Regions from separate parts of the Arabidopsis thaliana genome. Here region 1 is linked to region 2. A link is a contact called in public capture Hi-C data. All regions are on one chromosome and are shown on one strand. The core of a region is the stretch at or near the end of the contact, and the rest is flanking DNA. Distances in the headings are between cores, read along the strand shown. Region 1 holds the start of TBL32 (TRICHOME BIREFRINGENCE-LIKE 32). Region 2 holds the start of AT3G10890 (Glycosyl hydrolase superfamily protein).

The links. Capture Hi-C pulls out chosen DNA fragments and counts their contacts.
Region 1: a capture Hi-C map of root shows a contact between it and region 2, with 2.8 times the contacts expected there. A contact is called at or near these places in 3 of 26 Hi-C or Micro-C datasets (callus, leaf and shoot) and 2 of 3 other capture datasets (root and seedling).

The regions. Positions count from the first base shown.
Region 1 is chr3:3,457,431-3,461,179 of TAIR10.1, reverse strand. TBL32 (TRICHOME BIREFRINGENCE-LIKE 32) reads left to right here and starts at 1,800. Exons shown (of 5, transcript NM_111940.3): 1 at 1,800-2,361; 2 at 2,452-2,623; 3 at 2,797-2,996; 4 at 3,115-3,273; 5 at 3,538-3,749. The coding sequence starts at 1,880. It overlaps ENGase85B (Glycosyl hydrolase family 85), which reads right to left and starts at 1,241. Exons shown (of 11, transcript NM_001337912.1): 1 at 645-1,241; 2 at 319-456; 3 at 115-224; 4 at 1-48. The coding sequence starts at 1,148.
Region 2 is chr3:3,407,330-3,410,937 of TAIR10.1, reverse strand. It overlaps AT3G10890 (Glycosyl hydrolase superfamily protein), which reads left to right and starts at 1,938. Exons shown (of 4, transcript NM_111926.2): 1 at 1,938-2,267; 2 at 2,375-2,569; 3 at 2,643-2,977; 4 at 3,099-3,606. The coding sequence starts at 1,938. The coding sequence ends at 3,483. It overlaps AT3G10880 (tropomyosin), which reads right to left. Exons shown (of 4, transcript NM_001337902.1): 4 at 3,017-3,313. AT3G10900 (Glycosyl hydrolase superfamily protein) reads left to right here. Exons shown (of 4, transcript NM_111927.1): 4 at 317-686. The coding sequence ends at 686.

The DNA.
Region 1 (3,749 bases), core at 551-3,050, 50 kb before region 2:
AATTGATCTTGCCACTGAAGATTACCACGAACAGTGACACTGTCATACCTGCAGAAAGTTATCAGAACAAAGTGGTATACAAAAAGAACAAAGAAAAACTTCTGATCAACTCACCATATGACTAAAGCCCCAGGTGTCGATAAATGCAAGACTTTTTTTAGATGGCTGACGAATTCCTTCATATTTGGAATCTGTTCCTCATCTATATCATTCTCTATATTTATCTGCAAGTGACAGTCTATATATTATAGAAGTCTTTCTTCACCAGCCACCCATCAAATACAGATATCTTATAAAAACCAAGCAAAAAATGCTCACCAGCCACCCATCAAAGCCTAGAGCAGTAGCAAGTTCAGCCAAACGCTCTGCATACATTTGAGCAGACTCCTTTGTGGCAAGCATCTCTTTGCAGGTAGCTTTTCCTTCATCCCATTCTGTGATGAAAGTCCCCAATACCTTTATATTTCCATAACACACAAGAAAGTAAACACTTTTACCAATAAAATCCTCAGCAATATTCATATCTCTGTACACAAACAATCAAACTCTCTAATTTTATCATCCTAATCAGCAAACTCAGAGATATCTCAATAAAAATCGAAACTTTGGATGTTGAACAATCAAAAAGTTTTGAGCTTACTTACTTTAACGCCATGCCTATGAGCAGTATTGGTCCAGCAAGGAGGAGGAATAGTGACCAGAGAATGAGAGAAGTAAACAAAAATGTCCATCAAGTACCAATGCCAAATCGCAAATCCGGCTTCGTTTTCACACCCTTGTACCCACTTGTCATCTACATACCCTCCTTTCATGTCATGGCAGACTAAAACCCTTGGGCGATTCGGTAAACAGTCGGAGTTTCGGCGGAAAGGTACTGTGGAGCGATTAAACTGGAAATGAAAGGAATCAAAGTAAGAGCGAGATTTCAGGTCTTGAAGAGCTTTGATCGGGAAAGATATAGGTAACGATGGCTTGACAAGATCAAGCAACGGAACGGCTTCAGATTGTGCAACGTCGTCATCGTTGGATTTGGGCATGAGGAGAGAGAGGGGAAATGAAGTGAGGAGCTTACGGGAGAGGGTGAAGAAGAGATTGTAAAGAGATACGAGAGTTCTTCGAGAGAAATAGGCGCGAAGAAGTTCTCGCATTTTGCAGTGGTCAACGAAGGAAGATGATGACGATGGCTTTTTATTTAATTTATTCTTCTTTTGGTTTATTCGTACGCCAAATTAAAGAAGAAAAAAAACAGAGCATGTGAATTTATCATTCTTTTGATGTGAATCTAAACGACATGACAATTTCATTTTTTTTATAAAGTAAACTTACACGAAAGCAGAGAGATAAGATATTTATATGGGCCTTGGCCTGTGATTACTGATTAAGGCATGAAAAGTTGGATTCTTCTTTATTGGATCTGATAAAATGCTTATAAGGCCTTTGAATACAAACAAAGTTAAATGTTATTGTTGATCCTTTAAAAGTTCAAACATGTGATTAGCAAAAAGTGTAGTGGCTTTTCTTGCTTTCTTTTTGTTTTATAACACCGTAATCCAAATTGGAATTCAGACTAATTTGGAGATAGATAAGTTCATTGGATACAAGCAACGAAATTGTTCCAATTTTGTAAGTTTGAATTAAAATATAAACAGTCGTGCTTAATTATGGGCAAGAACATGGGTTTGGTTTTGGATCGTGCAAGTACAACAAATTATAGCTTTGTTTATAAACATTAAAATCATATACTATAATAATTCAGTATACTCCAAATTAAAGTTTTAATCAAACCAAATTTTGTCATTACTACACCATAAAAAGAGAAAGGCGTAAAAAGGAAAAAGAAAAAAAAAGGTAAACGTTATAATAAAAGAAAAAAAAAAATATGACAACGGCGTTGTTTTCACCGTCTAACCGTAGAAAACGCCGTCTCACACACTTCTTCTTCACCGTACTCGCTTTCATCTTACTCGCCGCCTTCATCTACGGCCACGATTTCATCTCTTTCTCTCGTCGATCTCTTCACTCTCCGACGATCGTCCACCAATCCGCAATCGTCGTTGTAGTTGACGAACCTCCTCCGCCTCCACCAACATCTCCTCCTCCGCCTTCTCCTCCACCACCGTCTCCTCCACCACCATCTCCTCCACCGCCATCTCCTCCGCCACCTGCTTTTGCAGTAGGTAAAACGCCGGAAGGATGCGATGTCTTCAAAGGGAATTGGGTCAAAGACTGGTCAACGCGTCCACTTTACAGAGAATCCGAGTGTCCGTACATTCAGCCGCAGCTCACTTGCCGCACGCATGGCCGTCCCGATAGTGATTATCAGTCATGGAGATGGCGACCTGATTCCTGCTCACTTCCTTCGTTAGTCTCTCTCTCCGTTCGATTTTGAATGCGATTCGGTGATTGATCTTCAGATCGGATTTGCTCTGTGGTTGTTGAATGTGTTAATAGGTTTAATGCGACGGTGATGTTGGAGAGCTTAAGAGGGAAGAAGATGATGTTCGTTGGAGATTCGTTGAACAGAGGAATGTATGTTTCTCTCATCTGTCTTCTTCATTCACAAATCCCAGAGAACTCCAAATCCATGGATACTTTCGGATCACTCACCGTCTTCTCTCTCAAGGTAAGTTTGGTTCAGATTTAGAAAGTCTTGCGGAAGCCATTGAAGTTGCTTTGTAGAATCTGATGTTACAATTCATAGAGATCTGAGTATGAGGATGACAAAGATTAAGCTTAGATGTGAAAACTGTTGGCTTGGTTAGGATTCTTATAGATTCTTGTGGTATGTTTATGTAGGATTACAATGCAACGATTGAGTTCTATTGGGCACCGTTTCTTCTAGAATCGAATTCAGATAACGCAACAGTTCATAGAGTATCAGATCGAATTGTGAGGAAAGGATCGATCAACAAACACGGTAGGCATTGGCGAGGGGCTGATATAGTTGTGTTCAACACATACTTGTGGTGGAGGACTGGCTTCAAAATGAAGATCTTGTATGTTATCAATCATGAAATTTAAAGCTCTCGTCATTGTTTCTTAAGTATAGGTTCTCAAATACTTTTCTGTATAATACTTATGATTTGATTATTTTTTTCGATTTGTTATTTGAAGGGAAGGTTCTTTCAAGGATGAGAAGAAGAGAATCGTTGAGATGGAGAGTGAAGATGCTTATAGAATGGCGTTGAAGACTATGGTTAAATGGGTGAAGAAGAATATGGATCCATTGAAGACGAGGGTTTTCTTTGCTACCATGTCTCCTACTCATTACAAGTCAGTAACTTCTTGAACTTTACTGTGATTTAACTATCTATAAACACTTCAAATTCAAAACCAGGAACCAAAAAGAGAGGAGATATATGGCTTAGAACAATGTAGTCCGGATTTGGTATTGAATGAAATGAGTAATGGAGTTTAGATTGATCCGGTTTATCTTTAATAGTTTAAGTAAATGTGGCTTATAACATGATCCGCAATTAGAAACCACACTAAGATTTAGCATACAAAGGTTTCATATTTGTCTACCTCCATGATCAGGGGCGAGGATTGGGGAGGCGAACAAGGAAAAAATTGTTACAATCAAACGACACCGATCCAAGACATGAACCATTGGCCATCAGACTGCAGCAAAACCTTAATGAAAGTGATAGGAGAGGAATTAGACCAAAGAGCAGAGTTTCCGGTGACGGTACTTAACATTACACAACTCTCTGGCTATCGGAAAGACGCGCACACGTCAATCTACAAGA
Region 2 (3,608 bases), core at 689-3,188:
AACAATCTTTCAGAAATATTTTTCTTGCTCTTTTTTTGTTCCTTGTTGAACACCTCAGCCTAGGAAAAACATTTATTTTGCTTTTATAATCCACCCATGCTATCATTTGGGATTTATCTTCCTAGATTTTCTTTTGCAAAAGTAGCAATTGGTTTTTTTTTTTTTTTATCCATATCAGTATGTAAAACTACTTATTTTCATCTATCCTAATCGTATATATGTCAGAGCTAAAAACTCTAACATCGATTCTATAAATAAAAAATGTTATTAGGGTTTACAAATCAACAACCACTGAACTTTTTGGATTTATGCACAGGTTTCAAAGGTTGGATCAGAACTCTCGACTGGCCTTCATAAAAAGATGGCTTGAAGGCCACATCGAAGATGCGCAGAACATTCTTAAAAAACCTGTAATTCTAGCAGAATTTGGGTTAGGATCGGACACACCACGTTACACTCTGGCTAATAGAGACGGCGTGTTCACCACAACATATGACATCATTTACGCATCTGCGCAAAAAGGCGGTTCGGCCGCGGGAGCATTGTTTTGGGAGGTTATTAGCGAAGGCATGAGCAACTTTGCAGGTCCCTCCTCCATTATACTTAGTGACAAGTCGTCGACGGTTAATATTATAAGTGAGCATGCACGAAAGATGGGTTTGCTTGGTGAGACCACAAGAAAGTAAAGTTTAGTCAGCAAAATCAAAATTTAACATTTAAATAAAGTCTTTATTTAATATTTTATAGCATTTATAATTTGAAAATATGTAATGCAATGATAAAAAATAAAAATAAAATTCTATTATATACTGAAATGATATCCAACTTTTTATACATTCCAAAACTATATTTGGATGTCTCTTGATCTCAACTCTGCTCGTAGGCTATCTAACAAGTCAGCAGCAATATAGGTCTTCAGTGGGCCTTATTGGGCCTCATTATGATAAGTAAAGTTCTCGTAGTGGCCTACAAAAATTATATTGAGGGGACCAGATAATAGCTTCACGTTTAGAAGTTTCATAAAGGGAAAACTCATATTTCATTTTTGTTATTGTTGACGTATAAACAATCCAGATCATGAAAAAAAAAAAGCGTATAAACAATCTTAAAATTCTAACCACTTCCAAATTAGTTTTTCTCGAAACTATTTGTGCTTTTTTGTTTGTTTTGCTTTTGTGGATTTTGATTGGAGAAGAGAAGAAGAAATATTATATGTTTTGCGTTTGCATTTAGGTTTTTTGTTTGGGTTTAGAAATATTGAAACTGATGTCTTAACTCTTAAAATATATATTTAGCGCTATTGTCTAACGTTGATGTAGTTTGGCATTTACTTTTTTTAGGTATGTTGTATGCATTAGAGTTAATTGTTTGCTTTTGCATTTTCACATTTAATTTGAATGTGTTTGCGTTCAAGATAATTAACATTATTTGTTTGTGTGTTTTCTTTGAAATTAAGAAGATAATTTGAGCTACCACTGAATTTTGAAATTAGAGAGGCATCGAGGGAAACAAATCATATAGTTTGGTGACTGATTTCAAGGGGAAATAACCAAAGAAGGTCATTAGAAGAATAAATATGGTTAGCCAGTATTGATTAGGAAGATAATCAACATGTTGACCACAATGAAAGTTAGTCAATGAACGGTTTTCAAATAAAGATTACAAAATAACTAGACCATAAAAGGTGATATTCTATAAATTCTAATTGTTCTTTTTATGTGTTGTAATAATAATTGTTTTATTTTAATAACTATATGTAAAAATTATTGTTTATTTATTTCTTATATATTATGGATGTCACGTGTATAATTATGAAAATCCACGACTTAGAATGTTCATGCATTGCAATTGTAAGAAAGCACTTATGCCTTCTATATATATATTCGTTGAAATGAAAACGATAAGAGCACAAAAACAAAAACAAAGTAGAAAAGGATATGAAGTGTTTGTGTTTTGTCGTGCTTTTAGCAATTCTGATCGCACAAAACTCTAGCGATCTAGGAGTAAAATCTGCGTCGAGTGATGGCTTCGTGAGTAGAAAAGGCGTCCAGTTTATTCTCAATGGGAAACCATTTTACGCTAATGGCTTCAATGCCTACTGGCTCGCGTACGAAGCCACCGATTCGACCACAAGGTTTAAGATCACTTATGTGTTTCAAAATGCAACCATTCACGATTTGACCATCGTCCGCACTTGGGGGTTCCGCGATGGCGGCTACCGCGCTCTCCAAATTGCCCCTGGTGTCTACGATGAAAAAACTTTTCAGGTAAGTAGGTCTTTAATATAGAGAGAAACAGCTCAAAAATGTATGTTTTATATTGATAATGAATTAGTTTGTCTTAACTCTTAAATTTTTCCGGGTGGAAATTAAAGGGTTTGGATTTTGCGATAGCGGAAGCAAAAAGACTCGGTATAAAAATGATAATCACCTTTGTCAATAACTATTCTGACTTTGGAGGGAGGAAACAATACGTTGATTGGGCTAAAAACACAGGCCAAAACGTATCTTCAGATGACGATTTCTACACAAACCCTCTTGTTAAACAGTACTACAAGAACCACGTCAAGGTACAAATACTAGAACCTATGATCTTTTTGATTATATAACCTATGATCTTTTTAATTTTCTCTCTCGTTGTAGACTATGGTGAACAGAGTGAATACATTTACCAAAGTTGAGTACAAAGATGAACCAACCATTATGGGTTGGGAGCTTATGAACGAACCACAATGCAGAGCAGATCCAAGTGGAAAAACCCTTACGGCTTGGATGAATGAAATGGCTCTTTATGTGAAATCTGTTGACTCAAAGCATCTCCTCTCTACTGGTCTTGAAGGCTTCTATGGTGACTCATCTCCTCAAAGAAAGACATCTCTAAATCCGGTTGCAGCCAACGTTCTTGGAACTGATTTCATCGCTAATCACAAACTCGATGCCATTGATTTCGCATCGATTCACTCTTACCCCGACTTATGGTAGATACAATGATAAACTCACATTTTCGTACTAACTTTTTCTTTTTTGAACACATCAGCTTATTAAAATCATTAATTTTGCAACATGTTCGTTATCATCCCAAACTTTTCGACTTTGCAGGTTTCCAAACTTGGATGAGAAATCTCGATTAAACTTGTTAAGAAAATGGCTCGAATGTCACCTTGAAGATGCACAAAACATTCTTAAAAAACCTCTAATCCTAGGAGAATTCGGGAAACCAACGAACACACCAGGCTACACTCAGGCTCAGAGAGACGCAGTGTTCAACGCAACGTTTGACACCATTTACGAGTCTGCTGAAAAAGGCGGTCCAGCTGCAGGAGCATTGTTTTGGCACGTTATTAGCGATGGCATGAACAACTTTAAAGACCCCCTCTCCATTGTACTTAGTGAAAATTCGACTACGGTTAATATTATAACTGAGGAATCACGAAAGCTGGGTTTGATTCGTGGAAAAGGAAAGTTATCAAAAACTAAAATTTAAATAGTCTTCTGTAATAATTTTGCAACGATAATAAGACACTCAGTTATACATTCACCGAAGTGTAATCCTAAAGTTTAGCCAATGCCAAACTAAACTCAGTTATACATTTTATAAAGTCTCAGCAT